Regions from separate parts of the Oryctolagus cuniculus genome. Here region 1 is linked to region 2. Evidence: chromatin contacts called from public Micro-C data. All regions are on one chromosome and are shown on one strand. The core of a region is the stretch at or near the end of the contact, and the rest is flanking DNA. Distances in the headings are between cores, read along the strand shown. Region 1 holds the start of TIMM21 (translocase of inner mitochondrial membrane 21). Region 2 holds the start of CNDP2 (carnosine dipeptidase 2).

What was found. A called contact is a pair of places that touch in the nucleus more often than the background predicts.
Region 1: a contact with region 2 is called in a Micro-C map of ear pinna, with 4 times the contacts expected there. The contact joins the promoter of TIMM21 here to the promoter of CNDP2 in region 2. A contact is called at or near these places in 2 of 6 Hi-C or Micro-C datasets (ear pinna and an unstated tissue).

What each region holds. Positions count from the first base shown.
Region 1 is chr10:4,572,765-4,577,440 of mOryCun1.1, reverse strand. TIMM21 (translocase of inner mitochondrial membrane 21) reads left to right here and starts at 1,766. Exons shown (of 6, transcript XM_002713650.5): 1 at 1,766-2,282. The coding sequence starts at 1,982. FBXO15 (F-box protein 15) reads right to left here and starts at 1,312. Exons shown (of 11, transcript XR_007921407.2): 1 at 996-1,312.
Region 2 is chr10:4,283,257-4,288,396 of mOryCun1.1, reverse strand. It overlaps CNDP2 (carnosine dipeptidase 2), which reads left to right and starts at 2,996. Exons shown (of 12, transcript XM_008261467.4): 1 at 2,996-3,104.

The DNA.
Region 1 (4,676 bases), core at 517-3,016, 290 kb before region 2:
GAAATGTACACAGCCCTGAGTCACAGGTCGAAATGCAGGCTTCCATGACAGGCCTCTGTCAGGGCTCCCTAAATCCACTATCCCACCAGGAAGTGCACCGGCTTACTGAGGAAAAAGAGACTCATCACTCCAGAGCCCCATGTAAAGACCAGTTTTAGTAACACTGGCAAACTGATTTAAAGTTCAAGTGCCCTATTTAAATTCCAATCTTTCTCTCCTACCTAATTCTACATAATAGAACTTTTGCTAGTACTGTTACCGCCTTGTCACAGGCTGGTGGCACGCCTGGCGTTACAGCTCTTCCATCAAGAACGATGAGGAACAGGGTTGTGACCTGCAAACACGGTTCCTGGGGACACTGAGCCTGGAGGCCACGGAACCCGGCCCTGGAGACTGGGGTGGGGGCTTGAGTAGCTCGGCCAGGACCAATCCTTGTCTACACTTCGACGTTTGGCTATCAGAAGGCAGAATGCGCCGCGCTCCTGTATCTATCAAGTAGGGGAGCCTGGGGAGACCATCACCGCCGGCCCTGGGCAGGGGCGGGGGACGGGAACAGCTCGGGGAAGAGGCCGGAGGCAGACGCGGCATCCAGCCCCCGGCCCCTACCCCACCCCGGGGAGTCCAGGCCCAAGAGACCCCAGGAACACAGACCAGAGGACGAGCCTGCCGTCGGCCGGACGGGCTGCCCCGTGCACGAGGCGGGATGCGCCCTCGGAACCCCAGGGCCCTGAAAAGACGAGACTTCGGGGCGGGGGTCCCAAGATGTGGGCGGGGGCCAACCGCGTCCCGGGACGCACGACACCAGGACCTGACCCCGGACACTGCACTGCTTGTCCACAACCTGGAGCGCCCGCAAGTCCAGGACAAAGCGGCTGTCCCGCGTGAAACAGCCCGGGGAATAAAAACACGCGTGGGAGAGCGCGGGGCGGGGCCAGGGACACTCGAAGGCTTCCCGAGCCGCGGAGCCCCCACCCGCGGTTCCCCCCGACCGTCACCTAAGCCCCGAAGCCCCTGGGCACCGCGCGGCCTCCCCAGGGTTCTCGCAAGCCGACCCCCGGCCGCGCAGGGGCCAGTACAGAGCCTGGAGGCCAAGCCAGTGCTGCTGCAGGAGCCGACCGCGTCCGGTCGCCATGGAGACCCGGAGTCCCGCCCCGGGCGCGTGCGCAGAGCGTAGAGAGGCGGCGCGTGCGCAGTCCCCGGACACGCCCCCTTGGGGCGCCACCGCTTCCGGTGCGGCGTTCTGGGCGCTTCCGCGTCCCGCTCTTTCCCACGCCCCCGACGTTCCGACGCCGAGGACGCCCCTCAGGAGCATGCTCCGTGAGCTCCACTTGCTGTGTACTGTGTGGCAAACTCTTAAGAAAAAACTGAATTCTGGAGATGCGGGAACTACAGCCTCGGCCTGTACGGGCCCGCAACGCCACAGTCGGACGGATGTCCCAGTGTTCAGTCCTGTCTAGAAGAGTCAGGAAAACGCGAGTTGTAGGTTCCTCTTTTTAAACTTCGGGTTGGACCGTGCAGAGACCGAAGCAGGAATTCCTCACTAGCGCGGCCCCGCCCTCCTGTACTTGAAGGACGAGCGGCGCATGCGTCCCGCGCAGAGCGTCTGGGAGCCTTGAGAAGGCCGACGCGCCCGAGCGCCTTGCATTGTGGGAGTTGTAGTCCTTTTCTCGCCTTCCGCGCCCTGCGGCTGCGTTAGGAGCAGGGCTCGGCACTGCAGTTCCCAGGATGCTCTCGAGCTTCCCGGGTTACCTTGCGAAGGCGCCGCGGTGCGGTGTGAATGGCAGCGTAGAAGGGGGTCAGGTTTTAGGAGAAGGGAAAGCGAGCATAAACTTTTCTGGGGCGATGTTCCGTCGTAGGAGACGCCTCCCAGCACTGTGCGTGACGCGGGCCTAGGCACGTGTCCGGCTGGCTGCGTGGCGGACTGTGAGGCTCTGCTGGTTGCACTTGGCATCGGCCCCCGACGGGACAGCTTGCGGCGAGCATGATCGGTAACTTGCTCCGGGCTGCGCGGTGTGCGGAGAAGCTGCACAGGTGTTCGGGCAAGCGCTGGTTTTCGCCACACGTGGTGCTTCACAGATCGTGCCTGAAGCCCGGGCCCCGTTTGACATGGGGGCGGCAAGAGCCGCGGAGAACCCCGCGGCCCGAACCTGGCCTCGGCGCCGGCCAGAAGGCCCTTTGGACCGGGTGCCCGAGCCCCCGGAAGGCCGAGGAGGACAGCAGCAAGCAGGTGTCCGTGCACGGAGCTCAGGGAAGGGACCCGGCCGTCTCAGCCTCACAGAAAGGTAACAGAACCCGCGGTGATGGGAGCGCGGCCGCTGCCGACGATGCAGACGTGGCTGGCGGGTTGAACCAGCAGTGACAGCTGGGGTGGACGCCCACGGCGGCCTGCACGGACGCGGTGCTGGTCATGAATGTCACGTTGCATGTCACGTCATGTGACATGTCACGTCCGCACGGTGTCTAGGAAGCTTCTCTCGGCTTGAGTGAGCCCTGGTCCATGTAACAGAGTAGTTGGCTAAGCAGAAGAGAAAGCTGATCCGTTCATAGTAGGGAGAACTCTATGCAGGTCGACCCACGTGCACTTGTGTTGAGTAACTGCTGCTGTGCCGAGGCCCTGAGTTAGCCCCCGTAGACCACAGAATTAAAGGTGTCCGCAACACCCCTGGCCTGCGATGTTACATGCAGTCATGAGACGTACAAAACAGGAGGAAATGTGACTTGTAAGGGAAAACCAGAATAGTTTCACAGGTATTTTAAGTTTTCGTTTCTTCGTTTCAAAAGTAATTGAGGGGAGAGAAGCAAAGAAAGCAGTGTAGACCCCTGCCTATACCATGCAGAGATAAGGTGTATGTCCTTTCGATACAGATACATTTCCTAGTAAATTGTTTCCAAGTCTCAGGTCCTGCCAGATGTCTTGTACTCTACTAATGGGTCAGAACCAATCTGATTTTCATTCGTGATGGCGATTCGGCATGAAAGGCGCAGCTGCACGCGGACAGGAGTGGGAGTGGCAGACGGCCCGTGTGTCGGTCACCTGTTTTATGACAGGCTGGGCTCTTCGGAGTCCTTTCCCGACATGGACCCCGTTCAGAGGTGACAGACTTCCCGTCACTCAGTCGGTGGGAGCAGTATTCCCGGATGTGGAAGACGCTGGCTCCAGAATCCAAGGAGGCCTAACAGGTGTTGTGGTGGGAAGGGTAGGATGCGATTTCCCCTTTACTTGGGGTGGAACACCCTAGCACATCTCAGACCAGGGCCCTCTACAAGGCTGGGTGATGTGGTCGGCGAGGGGGCCGCTGCATCTCCACAGGCACGCCTTTCCCTCTTGGGGCCCTCGTCTTACCCAGCCTTCCAGTGCACTGCCCCTTACTACTTCTGGACTCTAAGACGATGGCGTCCATACTCTGCCAGCTGTCCAGAGCAGCGTTGTCCAGATGCGTGCTCTACAGTGATGGGAATGTTCTGTCTGCGTTGTCCAGCCTGGTAGGCACACGCAGCTGCTGGGCACTTGAATTTTCCAGCGAACTGAGTTTATCTTATTTATTTAAATGCATCTAAAACTACTCACAGCCATGGGTGGCCAGTGCCGATTGTGGCGGCCCAGGTTCAGAAGGCTCCAGTCCCTCAGGACTGTATATGATGAGATGGGAGAACTCGCAGTCCTAAGCAAGACCACAGATACACGCTGGTGTCTGCTCCTTCTCAGTGCTCTCCGGCTCGATCCCAGCGCGTGAGGCCGTGTTACTGTGCTCCCGGGAAGTCGCAGCATCTGGTTTTGCACCTGGGTTGCAGCTACTGCTGGGTTGAGTTCCCACTGAAGTACAGTCATTCTCTGGCCTCTTCCTGGGGTTTCTGTCAGTGGAAGACTGGTGATTGACGTGAGAATACGGTGGGTACTACAGCCCTCCGAGAGTCGCAGTGTCTCTGGCATGCCCCGGAGAAGCGATGCATTTTGATTTGCTGTCTTGGTTGGGTTGGAGGTGGTAGTTTCAGAGGCTTCTGTTAGACTTTCCCACTGTGATAGCTCTTCACCCGCCTCCAGAGAAACTCGAGTTACTGAATACTCCATTCCAGTCACACATTCGGAAATCAGGGAACTGACTACTGGGCAAGTCCCTGAGCTCAGCTGTGAACACTTTACAAGCCAGATGCTGTGCCGTGGCCCCCTACACTCCTAAGAGGGGAGCCCTGCGGCCTGGGTCCTTGGGTGCCATTGTGACTGCAGGTCCTTTAGTGGAGGACCGGTGAGTCATCGTATGCACTTGTCCAAGTGCCTCAGAGGGAGGTGGCCGTGGCAAGTGGGCTCCAGGTCTCAGTGACTCTGGTCTAGAAACTGGGGCAGTGATCGAACGACTGCCTGCAGCCACCGAATCACCCATAAATAATTTCTAATGATTATACAACTGAGCATCGTCCTTGTCAGCTGCCGTCAGTCTTCACGTGGCAGCACCATGTTCCCATGGACTGTTCATCTCAGCCGCTCTCTGTAGGTCTGGCACTGCCGCTGTAGCCTGGCCGTTCAGTGCGGTAGGTGCACTGATCCGTTACACGCTCCCTTTGTCCCTAGCACTGTCGGGGGACCCTACTCTTGAGTGATGTGACTGTGTGGCTCTTTACGGCTTTGGTAAACAGTGTTCTCTGGCCTCTGGTACTCACGTCCACTCCAGCATGCCCGT
Region 2 (5,140 bases), core at 1,747-4,246:
GCTGGGGGAGACCACCCCAGCAGTGACCCCCGCCAGGCTCATACCAGCATTCTGTTGTTACAGAACAAACCGCCGGCAGCTGAAAGCAACAGTCGCTCCACCTCCTGCTCTCTGCAGCGTTGGCCACGCGTCCGCTCAGGGCCTCACAGGTATCTGAGGGACCTGCAGCAGGGTGTGTCCTCATCTGCAGGCTTGGCTCGGGAGGACCTGCTTCCAAGCCTATCCACGTGCTTGGCATGACTCACGTGATGGAGGCCCTCGGCCTGCAGATGCCATGAGCCTGCGCCTGCCACGTGGCCTCTCCACAATACGGCAGAACAGCCGCTGCGGCCGCATGCCTCTCTGATGTCCCCCACGTCTGACCTCTAGACCCTTCCAAAGAACTCCCCTGAGTAGGTCGGCCCCTCACCACTCACACGCTCAAGGGCGGGTGCAGAAATCAGGATTCTGTCCACCATGGGAGCAACAGGAGTGAGCAAAGCCGTGAGTGTGGCTTTGGACATACTGGTGCCAGTGAGGTCCTGCAGGTCACAAAACACAGGCATGTGGGGCTGCAGACTCAGATCAGCCAACGCACCAGGGATGAACCCAGGGCCGGGGATACCCAACCGACTACTGTGGACTGGCACAGAATGGACCTGCGGCTCCAGCTCCTCCACGGCCCCTCCTGCTCGGCCTCCTTCCTCATGCCACCCTGCTGGGCGCTGATTCCCTGCAGAAGTTACCACATTCTCCCCCGTACCTGGGCTCTGAGACACAGTGTGCTCTCCCGAGCGGCCTCTGTGCCAGGGCCCTCTGCCCTTAAGAGTGCTGGGTGCTCCCACTGTGTGTGTGTGAAGCGTGGTTTAATGGAATTCACTGATCCTGCAGGCTCTGTCTCAAGCTGCAGCAACTGGAAACACGATCTAACATCCTGTGGGCAGATGTACAATCAACAGTAACTTCTACAGTCCTCAAGTTCTCAGAATAAGGTCACAGCATTTTTTTCTCATTTTAGTCAGCTTTTTGTTACCACAATGAAATACCTGAGCCGATGGACTTTACGAGGAGAGCAGGTTTATTTTGGCTTATGGTTCTGGAGGTTCATAGTCCAAGACTGGGCCAGACTCAATTGGTGTGGCCTCCGGTAATGGTGTTCTTACTGGTGCCAAGCATCACGGGAATGTGCCCGTGTCTGTGTCTGTCTGTGTCCGTGTCTGTAACTGTGCTGTGTCTGTCTGTGCTGTGTCTGTCCGTGTGTCTCATCGCAAAGCCATCAGGATTTCATCACAAACCAACTGATCCAATCTAATCACTCTCATCTCACTGGCTCAGGTCTTCACCCTCAGCAACGTTAACGTCTGAAGGAGTCCGGAGGCCAGGCCACTGCGTTTCCCGGGTTCCCAGCCCCTGCTCACCTATGCATTTACCTGTTTCCCGGGTTCCCAGCCCCTGCTCACCTATGCATTTACCTGTTCTTCTCAACGCCCGTGCTCCGCAGCTCCCGCAGAGAAGCAGAGACACCCAGCTCCCGATGCTGAAGGCGTGTCCGCAGAGGAGAGGTGGGTGTGCAGGGCCACCTGCTGGAGGTTCAGGGCTGCACACACTGGGGCTCGAATGCTAGCTCACTTACTTAACCAAGGCACTGCTGAGGCCGGGGTCTTCAGCTTGAAAAACGACTTTCTAAAGGGCGCCCAGAGAGCCACCAGGACATGGATTCCCAACGGCCAGATCCACAGGAGCCCTGCCCTAGAGCGGCCAGGCCTGGGCGCGGCAGAGCGGGGAGCCGGCCTGTGTTCCCACCAGGCCTCTCTGCTTACGAATCCTGCCCACTGTGACCAGCAGGTAACTGCACCTTCTCTGGGCCAGGCGCTGTTCTAAGCTGTGTATGGTGAGCAGCCCTTTCAAGGCCTAGCCTGTTACAAAGGGACAACCCCAAGTGCCACACTGTATTCTTGGATGACACCCCCCGCCCCAGTCAAGGACACAGGGCACATTTTGCATTTCCAGAACCAGGCTCTAGAATGTTCTACCTTCCACCAACATTTTTCAAGTAAAAGGGTTCTACCTTAAGGGTGAATTTATTATTTTCTTAATATTTACTCAGATTCACAGGAGAAGCCTCTTCACTAATTCTTGCAAACCACGATGAAATATTGTTAACGCATTCGTCTCACTTGGGCCCAAGCCTCCTCCCGGCTCTTGTCAACACAACCCTTGCTCGTTTCATCCCCACCACGTACCCATCGCATTTTGATAAACTGTAGCGGGCTATGGATTCTACGCTACATCACTTCCTTCTGCTGTGGTTCTCACCGAACCCTGTCTCACTCCAGCAAGCCTTTCACATATGGATACCTGAACCACTTTGTTCAAAGCCCAGTTGATAGCATGGAAGGTTGTATCGCCAATAAACTTTGCCTCCTAACATCTAAGAGTTCTTTACCCGAATGTGTAATACACTCAAATGCAAAGAACGACCGCTTGGAGAGGCAGAGACGAGCAGAGCGAGGTCACTCCGCAACGCCCACCTCCTCCGGGCTGGGCTCACAAGCACCAGCGAGAAACCCTGAGCCCCCCGGGGAATCCGACGGCCTCGGACCCAGGCCCTGGAGGGGGCTGGGCAGCTCCCCGGCGCCACCTTGACCCTCAGGCCTGGGATCGCACCGGCTTGGAACCAGCAAACTTGTATTAAAAAACAAGTCATCACGCGGGGCAGCGCCACGTCAGCGGGCCGCGGAGCGACAGCGACCGCCCCCAGGGTGGGCCCAGGATCGCACACCCCACGCCACGAGCCGGACCTCGCCGGACCTCGCCGGACCTCGCCGGACCTCGCCGGACCTCGCCGGACCTCGCCGGACCTCGCCGGACCTCGCCGGACCTCGCCGGACGGGTACACCCGCGGCCACACGCCTCCTCACGCACGCACGCACGCACGCACGTCCCTCCCTGTGCCTCTCGACGCGGAGGGGCGGGGCGACGTCGGTCCTCACGGCGAAACCGGGGATTGGTGGACGGGAGGGTGACGTCGGCCCTCCAGGCGAGGCGGGGCGTCGGTGGGCGGGGCGGGCCCAGGGGCGTGGCCGGGGACACGTGGTACGGAAGCCGCGCCGCGCCTGCCGCCGGTAAGCGGACCTTCTTCGCGGAGCCTTCCCGCTGCCTCTTTGTCCCGGTGGGCGGCCCGAGTCGGGGAGCGGGCCGGGCTGCGAGGGCCCCGGCCAGGCGACGGGCTCGCGCCTCGTTCCTGTGCGGCCGGCCTGCTGTCGGCCTCGGCAGGCCGGAACTGTGGAGGCCGCGCTGTTCCTGGGGCAGGGGGCCGCCCCGGAAGTCCCTGGGGCGAGGCGGCCCCTCGGCAGGGACCCCTACCTCCGTCTCGGTCCCCCGGGTCGTCGCGATGACCTGGACAGCCCCGGGTTCAGGCCTGCGCGACTCCTGGGGGCGGGGTCTGGAGCGGGGCGCCCCGAGGCGAGGTGGGGTTGCGGGGAGCCTGCAGGGCGGGCCTGCCGACAACTCCAGGCTCCCTGCACCCAGGAGTGCCCCCTGCACCAGCGTGTAGGCCCGGAGGCTGGAGCCCCTGAGGGGAGACCCGGATCCCTGGCCGGCTTGCTGATGCGGGCAGGTCTCGCATTGCATCGGCCTCAGTCTCTGTATCTGTGAAATGGGCGACGGCACTCGGTCCGCCTGCGCTGTCGTCCTGGAGTCCCTGGGCCTCGCAGCCAGGGCCCCCAGCCTGCGCTCGCTGCCCAGGTTGGTTTCTGGAGAGCCGTCCTGGTGCACGGGACCTGCCTGGGGCCTGTGTGGGAGGAGGGGAGAGGACAGATCGGTTCACAGTATGTTTGGGGTGGATTTCTAGGAAGACAGGTGGGAAGCCCCACCCGCGTTCTGGTGGCTTTTACATAGACTGAAGCCGTGATTCGTTATCTACTGTATACCTTGAGCTGATGAGGAACAGCATTGGGATTCCCAGCGCTGAGAGAACCCGGGAGCTTTAAAGAGGGAGGCGTGGGCTAAGATTTGCTTCTTTGCAGCCCAGCATTTTGCTGTCAGCTCCACCAGGGAAGAGGACAGTGGGTCCATCTGACTTTGGTGCTGGGGTCGGGGGTGAAACACGGAGAGCGGGCTGCCTGACCCCGGGCCCAGTGGCTGGAGTCAGCGTTGGGAGGACCCGGGCCCAGTGGCTGGAGTCAGCGTTGGGAGGAGCGGCTGCCTCTTCCCCCGCCCGCCCGGCGGCTGCCTGGGTAGCGGAACAGGCCGGCCTTTGTTCTGTCTCCTGCGGTAGAAAGCGCACTTGCACTTTGGATCATTGTATCGTTGAGTGCCTTCAGCTGCAAGGCCGTGGGTTAATTTGACTACAGAGAACTTACTGGTAGTAAGAATGTGTCTCATGGATGTGGGATTTGTGGTACTTTACAAACCCAAGTGAGAAGCCCCAACAGCAGCGTTTCATCCTGCAAACAGGTCGCTTGCATGTGTGCGTTTCATGCAAACAGGTAGCGTGTGTGTGTGTGTGTGCGTGTGTGTGTGCGTACATTTTTGCTGACTGATGGATGAGAGTGTGACGTGTTGGCAGCTGTAAGATGTCTGCAACATCAGCAGTGGACTCTGCTTTTTCCAGCGCCTCCACTGAGTCACGTGAGTGGGCGGGGAGGTGTGCAGGCATGTCCTGCCCTGCTGCTGGCGTTCGAAGGGGGGCAAGAGGGCACTAGGAGCTTAGTCGTCGGAGCTCCTGCCCACACAGAATTCACACGACTTCATGACTGTGCGCGCAGCTGGGGAAGCTTCCTGGGCCTGCCAGGCGGCTGCCAGGCTTGGGGAAAATCACCTGTCCATTTAGAGCTCTCTCTGGGGTCCCACACAAAGAACAGAAAGCTCTTTAGCGGCGGTGTGTCCGTGCGTGGCATTCACCCGGCACCCACGCGGGCGGCCCTGCAGCTGTGGCTGCGATGCACCCGGGGTCCCAGCCGCGCTGCTGCGTCACTAGCCCAGACCTGCCACCACCGTGAGTCTCACCCCTAACGGGACTCCAGACCGTCAGCCGAAGAAAGGGACTGAGCCGGCTTTGAACGTCTCAGCCCCAGAATTACGTTTTCGCTTCGAATTCCTTTCGATTCTTAAGAACATGGCTTCTTCTCCCCCGTACTGTCAGGTGCTGCAGAAGCTG